2 separate regions of the Anas platyrhynchos genome follow, and region 1 is linked to region 2. A link is a contact called in public Hi-C data. All regions are on one chromosome and are shown on one strand. The core of a region is the stretch at or near the end of the contact, and the rest is flanking DNA. Distances in the headings are between cores, read along the strand shown. Region 1 has its middle 26 kb from the start of URI1. Region 2 holds the start of C12H19orf12 (chromosome 12 C19orf12 homolog).

What was found. Hi-C and Micro-C count contacts between places; a contact is called where the count stands out from the background.
Region 1: a Hi-C map of F1 follicle shows a contact between it and region 2, with 2.7 times the contacts expected there. The contact joins the enhancer-like site here to the promoter of C12H19orf12 in region 2. A contact is called at or near these places in 3 of 8 Hi-C or Micro-C datasets (F1 follicle, liver and skeletal muscle).

Annotation. Positions count from the first base shown.
Region 1 is chr12:19,888,814-19,894,303 of IASCAAS_PekinDuck_T2T, forward strand. No RefSeq gene overlaps it. Among named protein-coding and RNA genes, the nearest start is that of URI1, 26 kb to the right of the region's middle. Within about 2 kb of position 2,823, at least 3 of the 8 cell types and tissues checked have an H3K27ac peak or open chromatin away from gene starts, as enhancers often do. A contact at or near this core is called in F1 follicle, where this site is marked.
Region 2 is chr12:19,830,463-19,836,169 of IASCAAS_PekinDuck_T2T, forward strand. It overlaps C12H19orf12 (chromosome 12 C19orf12 homolog), which reads right to left and starts at 3,172. Exons shown (of 3, transcript XM_072043830.1): 1 at 3,075-3,172. It overlaps LOC101792714, which reads right to left. Exons shown (of 6, transcript XM_072043827.1): 6 at 2,897-3,170. The coding sequence ends at 2,980.

The DNA.
Region 1 (5,490 bases), core at 1,573-4,072, 58 kb after region 2:
AGCCTCCCCCCTTTTTTTTATAGACCTTGTTTCATCCAAGCACTTACTCACGTGCTTAATTTTAAGCGTGTAAGTCATTCTCCCGATGTCTATGGGAAGAACGTGCGTTGAAAGTGCTGGCGTGTGTTAGCATTTGGCTGGATCCGACCATGGCAAATGGTTGTGAGAATCTGGCAGAGGGAGGATGTGCAGAGCCTGATTCTCATTTGCGCCGAGGCTCTACATGGCTCCCCGGGCAGCAGGGCTCTTGCAGAGAGTGCAAGTGTGTGCAAATGCTAAACCACGTCATTAATTTAAAATTCCCTGAAGTTAACCTAAAATAGTCCCATCCAGACACACTGGGCCTGGTAGACCACAGGCATCTGAGCTCTGCGCCTTTGTTCTTCTCTGGGAAGGTCTGGGCGGGAGATCCAGCTCCGGCCAGCTGCCCATAAATCAGCCGGCGAGCCCAGCGCCTTGCCTGCTGTCTGGGCTGGAGAGCGTGGTCTCAAACAGAGACATTAACATTTTCGTTAATAGGGATATCTGTGTTGCTACATAGTCTGAATTGGCCTCTATTACTTATTAATGAAGATCCGAAAGTGCATGTACTTAAGACCTTGCTTAGCTAAGGGGAGTCTTCTAGGGCCAATTTGAGTCCTATTTAATGACTAATGGCTATTGAGACATAATGTCCACTAAGCAGATATCACATCCTATTTAGTATTTAATGTTTAAATATTTAATTAATTAAACACTGCCAAATATTTAATTAAACGCCATCAGAGCCATCCTGACACTTCCACTATGCATAATGCAAAGGAAATCAGGGCTTTCCCTATCAGCCCCACAAGTAATGCAAATTCAGTCTCACATGCAGAAATAGCTGGGGTCTGTGTAGCCAAAATACCCCAAAACATACACAACAGAGTGGGCTGCTTTTTAAAACCCTTTTTTTTTTTTTTTTTCTCTTTTTCAGAATGAGCTGAGCTAAACGTTTTATTAGTAAATCAAGCTCAGAAGTGACACGTAGGCAGAGCAGTGGTACTGTACTCTGCACAGAAACAAGAATGCTATGCTTGTATATTGACTTTTAATTATTTAAAAGTAAATGACTGCTACTTAGCATGGCATACCTGCCAGCAGTTTACACTAGTTTTGCTTAAATATTTACTCTGCTATTCAATAAAAAATGAGTCTACTGAAGCAAAAAATGAGAACCTACCATATCACATGGTCCCTCTCCTACCTGTGGCATGCCAAAGATTTATTCACAAAGAGATGCTAGATTTTGCTGGTTTTCCAGCGCTAAGCCAACATACGGGTTTAAATGATCCAGTTATATTTCCAGCTACAAATCAGTTCCTAATTATCAGCTTGTTACATTTCGTTTCAAATTTACTTATGGAAACTTGGCACATAGAAATATAAAGATCTTTAAATCCCAGTTTCAAAATCTGGACACCCAGCAGGTACAGAAACATTTAGGGCTGAATTGTTTATTTGAATATTTTATTACTAAGCTCCATCCTCTGATGCGTGCTGAAGCTGCTAGGTCGCGTTTCATCACTTCCAGGCTATGTGGGGATGTCTTATTTTAACGTTCCCACATGGGATCTCTCGCTAACAAGGAATGTGGCTACCAGTTGGATAAACCATTATAGTCACATCATTTTTATGCTTGGATTCAAGCCATTTATTAATGAAACGAGGACACACATTTGGGCTTTCTTTAGAGAATCTTACATGATCTTATTGGCTGTTCCAGCCAAATTACCTTTCACTGCAAAGAGCTGATGTTCCAGTTGCTCAAATTGTATTTTACTTATATAAACAGGGAAAAAAGAGAAAAAATGACTCCCACTCTAAGAAGCCTCTATTGTTACGACCTTTATCTTTCAAGTTCAGTGATGCTTTGCTTTGTCCGTTTGCATTTACTGAACAATCAGTTCCTTGAACAGCCAGGAGTTTGCCTACATCTGTAGGCTGCTGCGATGTTTTAAATTTTCATGTTCTCTTGCCCACCCAAGCAATAACCTCAAATTGTATTCACTCATTTCACATCTCTGCTCTTTATAGTCTTTTAAACAAAGGTATGTTGCTGCACAAGGTGGGAGCAAAATGCCATTCTGTGCATACTTTGCCCCCAAATAAATGCAAAAACAGAGTGGAATGGAAGACTTATTTTCCTTGTTTCTTGTAACAAACACTTGATGGTCTTGCTTGATGCGACTTTTATTAACTTTTAGTTTAATCTCATATACATAACGCAGGCACTGTAACTCATTCAAAGCAGGCAGTGGTCTATATACAAGAGATAGAAATGTAGTGGGGGACTGGCAGCCTTGGGCAGGGAGATGAAGGGATGGGGTTGTGGGATGCTTGGGTCTAAGCTCTCCCTGCTGCCCTTGGGCTCAATCCTCTCCCCACCAGTGCCTGTAGGCTCACAGTCCTGGGTGGGATGGGCACAGAAGAGGTACCCGCGATGCCCCCATTCATCTGAGAGATGCTTCCCCAGCAAAGTGGCACTTGGAGCCACGCCGGGACTCAGGCCTGGCTGCAGCTGAGGCCTTTCCATGCTCATTCATTATTCAGCACATCTTGGCCGCTTAATTGAGGCGATGTGGAGCAGTCTCCATTTGCGCATGAGATCGTTGAGGAGAAAAATCAGTGTGGACAGGGCTGTGTCCGCATTTCCAGCTTATGAAGAAACAACTTCAGCCCCACAGGTGCCCATGTGGGGCTACCACCGCGACGGTACCCCTTTGGGTGTGCACTGCCGGCCGTGCACGGTGGCTGCGAACAACACCGCCCTTCGGTGCCGCTCGGCCCCTCAGCTCCGGGGCCGCGGAGCTGCTCGGCCCTGCACAGCCAGGACTGCGGGGCCCGAGGCCGCGGCTCCCCGGGTCTCGCGGGGCACGCCTGGGCCTTCAGCCCGCGGGGCGAGGGCCGCTCTTGCCCTCGGGACAGCGGCCGCCTGTGCCGCCGCCCCCGCCTCAGGCGTGCCCCGTCGCCCGAGCGATTTCGGCCGTGGGACGGGAGCCAGCGGGGTCGCTTCGCTCCCGAGTCTCGACCCGGCCTCGCCGCCCCGGGCCGGCCGCGGGGCGCCGCCGCAGCTCGGCCGTATTGCCGGGGGTCTGCTGCCACCTGGCGGCTCCGCGGGGCCGCCCCACGCCTGCCCGGGCGCCCAGCGGGCGGGGAGCGCCGGCTGCGGGGCTCTGGGGGCTGCCCTGGGGCCCGCACCCGCGGGGGGAACCCCGGGACGGCCGGGCTGCGGGCCGCCAGGGCCGCGCTGGGTCGCCCTGTGGCAAAACAGAGAGACACAGAATGATGGCCGAGGTTGGACGGGACCTCTGGAGATCATCCAGCCCAACCCCCTGCCGAGTACAATGCACAGAACGGGTTTTGAATATCTCCAGAGAAGGAGACTCCACAGCCTCCCTGGGCAGCCTGTGCCAGTGCTCAGTCACCCTCACAGTACACAAGTGCCCCCTCATAATCAGCCAGAACATCCTGGGCTTCAGTTTGTGCCTGCCGCCTCTCAATCTGTCACTGGGCACAACTGAAAAGAGACCTGCTCCACCCTCTCAACACCCTCCCCTCAGATAGTTATAGACATTAATGAGGTCTCCCCTCAGTCTTCTCTTTTCCAGGCTAAACAGGCCCAGTTCTCTCAGCCTGTCCTCGTATGCAGAGCCTAAAAAAACTTGTTGCGGCTCTGAGCGTTGCCCTTGGTTGTCCCCAGCTACGAGAAAGCCCATGGGGAAATGCCAGGCTTTCAGCCACGCGGGTGTGCGGGCAGTGAGTTGGTGCTTATGTAAGGATCATACATGTGGGTGGAAAATGCCATTTTTCGCTCCACAGTTTCAAAATTTATACATTTCTTTGCCTCAAAATTTTATCAGGCATGTTGTTTTCACTGCACATCCTGACTGAATGCAGTGTGGCCTACAAAAATTAGTCATAACAATGTACCTCAGCCAGGATGAGACAAACATTTCCATACACTGCATGCTTCATGGTGCAACCTATGGGCAGATGCTTTTGTCCAAATTCAGCCGAATCACATGTTTTCCAGATGGCTCCATGTTCACAAATAATATATTCCTGGACAGCTCTGACCTAGACATGGGTCAGACTCCATCTCAAAGTGAAGGTATATTGGTAACAAATGTGCTGCTCGCTCTCCCTGCCCTGGTTCTGCGTGAGCATACAGTGATGCGCTGGTGAGAAACATCCTTAGTTCTAAAAATAGGAGCTGGAATCACTGAAGATTTACTGGCTTTTGCTTTGATTTATTGCTGACTGGCTGCTGGAGGCGAGCAGAGCCCTGGTGGCGCCGGGCGGGCAGCGAGGACCCTGCATGAGCCCTGGGCCAGTGCTTGGCCTTGTGCTTCACAGCTTTCCTCTCCCGGCAGGCATCTGCTAGCACCTGATGGCCGCACTCAACCACCCTGCAGCTCCTGTCCCCCTCTTTCATGGAGGCAAAACCCAGCCAGTGATGCTCAGCACTGTGTGCCCTGCTCCCCAGGGATGCTCCGCTGGTGCCCCAGCAGGGCCAGGGCCACAGGGGCCAGTGGCCGTGGCAGCCCAGCCTGCAGCCCCCAGCACTGCTTCCTGCGGGTCAACTCCACTCCTTGCCGTGGGACCAATTGTCAGTTGATCCTTTGCTACTTCAGCAATGACGATCAGCTTTTGAACTGCTGTAAATGAGGCCAATCAGCATTACTTTCGATTCATTACTTCAAGAGCTTACTCATAAATTTCCTCTTATCCTGCTTCCCCTTTGGTCTGGAATTAGCCACAGCACTTGCTAGGAACCGCTGTACCCAGTTCTCCTTGATTGGAGACGTTTGATCTTTCCTAGGTTTAGTAATCAACTGGCAAACAAACTTTATCTTGTTTGACTTAAAGAAATACACCTTCTCACCCATTTTTCTCAGCATTGCACATGCTGTGTCGCTGGTGAAGTATGGAGCAAACCGCAGCACTTAACTGACCTCAATATAACACGGGAGAGAATGAATTGGCAACGAGTCTGTAAAATAATTAACAACATCTTTCATTTAGCTGTGTGAATTTTATTACTTGGATGTTAAAAACAAGGAGGATGGATTTCATTGCAGACTAAGGGGTATTTTCCCCCAGTATTACCAAGCAGCCCATGACTCATTGTGTGGCAGGGATGGAACAGTTTGATGGCTACACTCTTCTGTGGAAAGAAAACACAACATATTCCTCAAAAGATACAATGGGAATGTAAAATATTAGCACGGGCATCAGGGAAAGTTCAGAGTAAAGGATGCGCCTGGAGCCAGCTCTGTGCCTGGGTAGGAGTGTGTCTAGGATCAGAGGACAGCACTGGGATGCGACTTGGGTGTGTGCCCCAGCCCAGGGCCAGCTCCAAACCTGCCTCCCAAATGCCCCAAAGTATTCCCGAGTCAGCTGGCTGGTCAGAAGAGCTGTGGAAGCTCTTCCACCCAACAGCAGTTCGTTTAAAGCAGTGTGGGT
Region 2 (5,707 bases), core at 1,922-4,421:
ACAAGTGCTGTGTGTTTTAATGTAAATTAACACAAGATAATCTCTTCACATATTTAAGTGATGCACTTCAAATTAATTAATATGTATTTAATAGAAGTCTTCTTGAACAGCTGTTATTTACTTCTGGAGTTACTACACATTAGCACTGCCTCCTTTGTTCTGCTCTAAAGTTATTCATGCTCCAAAGTACGTCAAGAACTTGGGCTGTATAAAAATTCAACACTCTTCCCAAAAGAGACTGCCTGATAACTTAATATTTTTTACATTAAATATTCAAACACTTTCTGAACAAAAGGTCAAATTCTATTTACAGCATCTGTGTGAAACAGGCAAGCAGATGCTTAATGCTGCTAGACAAATACTTTCAGCACAAAGAATGATAGAGAACTGGTGATCAATCACATTTCCAGGCTTTAAAATCAGCTTTCCTTTGCTTCTGGTCCCTAAATTCTTCACTTAGAGTTTATATGTAATAATACAGGTCCAAATTACAGCCTGTTCCTTCTGTAAAGTGTTACAGTGGTGTTAAATGAAATACTGACAGTGAAAGTGCTGTCTACAGTATTCATTGCATGTTTTGAGGTATTACACCAACTCATTAAGGTTTTGTCATGCAAAGACTGTGTATGGCATTACTTCAGTACTATAAGCAAGGTCTAAATGAAGTAGTTCTCACTTATCAGTCCTTTTATTCAGCTTAAGGCCCCTCAGAGTCCCAGTCACTGCAGTTTTAGGACACGAATGCGTAGAAACCAAGCCAACAAGCATTCTGGTAACACATTATATTTTCATAAAGAAATGAATGTGATTTTGGCAACTCATTCAGTTTCTTAAAAATAATTATCATCACAGAAAGATGCTTATTAGTATATTGGTTGTAGTTTTCAACTGACTACTTGACAGTGTTTGCTTATGGCATGAAAGCACCGGCAAATGTTCATTGCTTACACACCAGCCTTTCTAGCTTACAGGTTGAGTGAAAATGAAGTTGGTGGCAACTGTATTAGAAAATATTTGTTGGTACAACAATCACTAAGTCTTCTAGGCAATGATCAGACCTGTGAAAGGCCTGACAACAGTCCTAAATACACAAAAGTGGAAAATGTGTCAATTTAAGCACACTGATATTACTAATATCTAAATCTTTCTTTATTTTTTTTTTTAATGTGGCATTTTTCATAATAAAGAGGCCATAAGATGGAACTGATTAGTTATGCTAAGAACTTATCAGTTAAACCAGATCAATGGTTTACTTGATAAATACATCAAAATATGCTAATGGTGAATGAGTGTGTAGAGGAAAAATATATATAAATCCTTGAATGCTCCTACTTTCTGGACATTGTTTGGGATGGAACCATTGTTTGTGATGGAAGTCCAAATACTCAGGACATTAAATCACATGTATAAATGTGGACTTTGAAAAAGTAGTGCTGCCCACAATAAAGAGACACCTGAAAGGATTTTTATAGATTGAAACTTTGTCAGCATACTTAGAAGGAAAAGGGATATAAGCAGAAGAATGCCAAGGTTGTTATAGGGTCTAAACAACCCCTTCTCTAGGAGGTCAACGTTATGTCTAAAGTTATGTCTGCTTTTAATGGGAGTCATGTGGGAGACAGACTAGTCCAAAAAAAGGGAACCTAAAGAGAAGACTTGATCTCATGCTGTGATGTTTTAGAATCACCATTCTGTTAATGAAGCTAAATTTCTTGAAAAAATCTCTTTTGTCTTTGGAAGGAGGATGTATCTTTTGTTCAGAGAAGCATGGGCACTCTGCCAGCTGACAGAAGAAATATGTTTGTATGCTCGCTTTGATATGTACAATATAACTTTCATTAGCATCAGCAGAAGCCTGATGCATACATGTCAGGAGAGAGATCCCAGAGGGTAAACTTAGCTTGCAATCCCAAGGAATGAAAACATATGTCCACATTTTATACAGCCATGACACAACAGGTATTCATTGCTGTGTTTCTGTTGTTCTGTTTTTTCTTTGTTTTGTATTCCTTACAGCTAAAAGATTAAATTTAAGGGGTACCTTTAACAATATAGATAGATCATCACATTTTTCCTCTACATTTTAGAGGAAAAAATGAAAATCCATGTTTCCCTGTCAGTTTTGGTAGAAAGAATTCCATCATAACTATAACTTGCGTATTGGAAGGAACCTGGCAGTTTTAAACATCACTAATACTAGTCTGAAGAGGTACAAAGCTGTAGGAGCTTGCTGGAAAATAACAATAAGCCTTTAATAAAGTTTCCAATTTTTGCAAAAACATTTTGACTAAATTCCAACTCTACTTAAAATGTAATTAAATATTTACATTTATTCTCTAATAAGTATTGTAAGTAAATCAATTTCCCAATTATCTTAAATTTTTGTATGGTATACAATTATTACATTTTTGTAATAAATGCACAATTCTAATGAAAAAATAATGATCTTGAACTTTAATAGAGCCCTTCATTTGAGGAGATGAAAGTGCTGTACATTCATCCATTTATTATGTCTTACAACCCCCCTGTGATGTAGGTACTATTATCATCATTTTACAGATGGGAAACTGAAAGGCTAATTAACTTGTCCAATTTACAATACTGGTAGCTGTAAACTTAGGGTGTCCTATTGTACTCACATGCAAAGCAAAACTCAGCTCATCCTGCAATCAGTATTTACTACAATTTCTTAAACTCCATAAGCACTTTGCATATAGGAGAGAATATATTATAAAAGCCTTTGGAGAGCTGGTTTTGTCTTGGCAGTGGCTTTGAGTGCTACAGAATTCTGCTGCCTAGGAACAAACATCATAGCACCAGTTCATTGTAAAGTGTCACCACGTTCCCCAGTTAGTTATGGAGATGATGTGCGTTTTAATTTAAAGTTATTAGCCACTAAAGTGTACATTTGTGCTTTAATTCAGTGCGATATATCATACTGCATTTGTATACACACAAAAAGAATACTGTTTGACAAACTCATTCTCTCAGTTTACTTATGTGATCCATAAATTTCTTTACTCGCTCAGGATCAACACTGTTTGCCCAATAACCTCCTTTCTTGAAATACGAACCAATTATTAGAGCATTTGCATCCACGTAATTCTTGACATTCTCCATAGTCACTCCAGACCCAATCAGCACAGGAATCTTCACAGCATGTTGAACCTCTGAAGTAGAAAAAAATAAATAAAAAATAGGGTTAAATCCTCTGACTCTAACCCATCTTTAAAATTCTCTAATGACTACATGCTCCAACTTACCTTTGTCTTTGAAAAACTGTATCTCAAGAAACTCATAAGCGTAGTATTTCTTAGTTCTATAATAGAGTGATGCAACTGATTTCAAGAAAACTCCTTTAGCTCTCAATGATTATTAAGAAAATATCACTTTCATTTAATTTTGCATTCTGTTATCATATGAAACACTGCAGAATAATATTCCTGACTGCATATCAGAAGATGGTTTCAGTGGTACAAGAGATGAAAGTCGAGTCTTGGTACCCATAACTGTACCCCTTCTCTCTCCTCCCCCCCTCCACCCACCCACCCCAAAGGAAAAACATCCCTGGTAAGAAGAGATGCTGAATTCAGGAAGCGTTTGCACAGCAAGACCTGACCCATCTATTTAATGTGACTGTTTACCATTGTGCTTAAGTGGCTCTGTTGTGCTTGGGGTACCACATGCAGAAAACAGTTATTTTCTACTGTGTTGCAGTAGCACCTAGTATAGATTCCAAACAAACCAGCTCCATTGTCTTGAGAAAGGATTTACTGCTGCTGGAGTGACCATGGGGATTACCATGTGCTATGTGGATTTTTAACTGCGTTTTCATTTTCCCTCACCTTAAATGAACTGAGTAACCACCTCTTCTCAATCTTTTTATGAAGTAATCAGTATATAGACACAAGAATAAGATGAAATTCTTGCTTCCATTTATTATATCAGCTCACACTCTTTTTTGCAAGTCTGGTGAGATCATTAAAGTGGCAGAACTATTCAGCAGAGCTGTGCTCATTACAATTCTTCAGTCATCAGTTTAAATCACAATAATGGTAGTTGGACTGGCGTGTATTTCTGCCAGGTCTCTGCTGAATTTATGTTGACAACTAGCAGATCTTCACCAAAGAAACAAAAAGGGCCTTACTCACAGAGAACTGAAAAAGAACACACTCTGCTTCACGGCAAATTTCAGCAACACAAAAATAGGAAAGCAAGCAGTGGTTATAGGCTGCATTGATAGCTCCAGCTAGTTTGCTAAAACTCAAAAGACAACACTGATAAAGACTTCTTCTCTTTCTGTAAATATCAACGGAACACAAAATGACAATTTTTCTGTATACAGTATGTGTTACTGTTTGGACCATGGAAAGGTTCTCCATGGACACAAAAGGTTATTAGAGTGCTTTCTGTACAACACAAGACAGTACTAGCTGGGAAAACTAGAAAAGCCCTCGTTCTAGAGTTACTAAGCATCCTTTTCATCCCTTCATTCTGAACTGCCCATCTTAAGAGTCGCTCTCAACACTTCATCCCTTACATAGGGGAATGTTGTGAAGCATTAGTTCTGACCTTTAAGAACATATAAATTGCTTTAATTGGTGACAATATGCTGATGCAAGATGGTTAGAGCTTGAGAAAACTAGGAAAAACATATATGTAAGAAAAAAATGTCTGCTTCAAAACACTGTTTATTTATATAATATTTCATCAGAAGCCTAAGTTATTAATGATGCTTTAGGAAAGAATAATTGTGTGTCACCTTGCTACTTCACCAAAGAAAAGGGATCAATAAAAATACTCTTGAAATTTCTTTTTAGGTCTCATGTCTGTTTTTCCAGCTAGGAACAATAACTGCTTCTTACAATTTTTTAACATAAAAGAATAAAAACATTCCACACAGTACTTATTGAAAATTTTAAACAAAGCAGAATCACATATATGCGATTAAAGCTATGGTTATTTCTTTGCATATTTTATATTCCTGTGGTTGTCCTGCTTACAACAACAAAATAATTCATTTTTAGTTATTTATAACATTATTACTGAAATCCTGTTCCAGAAAAATTAGAATTTTATTTATATAGCACCTATGTACTCTTAGAAATATTATTTGTTTTACATAGATACCAATGCATAATCAAGGTGCTACAACTGACCGCAGATTTGTGCAACTGTACTTTCCTGCATTCCCAGAGGAACTGTGTTCCTAGTCGGTATTGGTTTTTAGGACAGATGCATAAGGCACATTAGCAGGTAGTTGTTTGGCAATTATTTCACATCGGCAGGAAAAATGAAGAGCCAAATAATTAAAGAGCACGATCATACAGGTGTATGACAATAGGTTAGTCCTACTAGGCAAAGACTGAAACAGCAAAACCCAAGACTGCTGTGAAACTATAAAAAAAAAAAAAACACAAAGCTTTCCTAAATAGCAAGGTATCCAACTCCTGCTGTGATCCATGTGTGACACATGCAGTCCACATGCATCTGCTGTGCTGGAGATTTATTCAGACTGTCAATGTGAAGAACAGCAATGGCAGTGCCCAGTCTATAATGAGACTGGGTTATATAATTAAGTATGCTACAAATACTACTTTTAAGTCAAGCACATCAAGGCCTAAAGTTGATGAGTAGAGGATGACTTGTCTACTGGCTGCGTTAATACAAATTCTAACTTGTAAAAGAAAATAAAGCAACAGTGGTG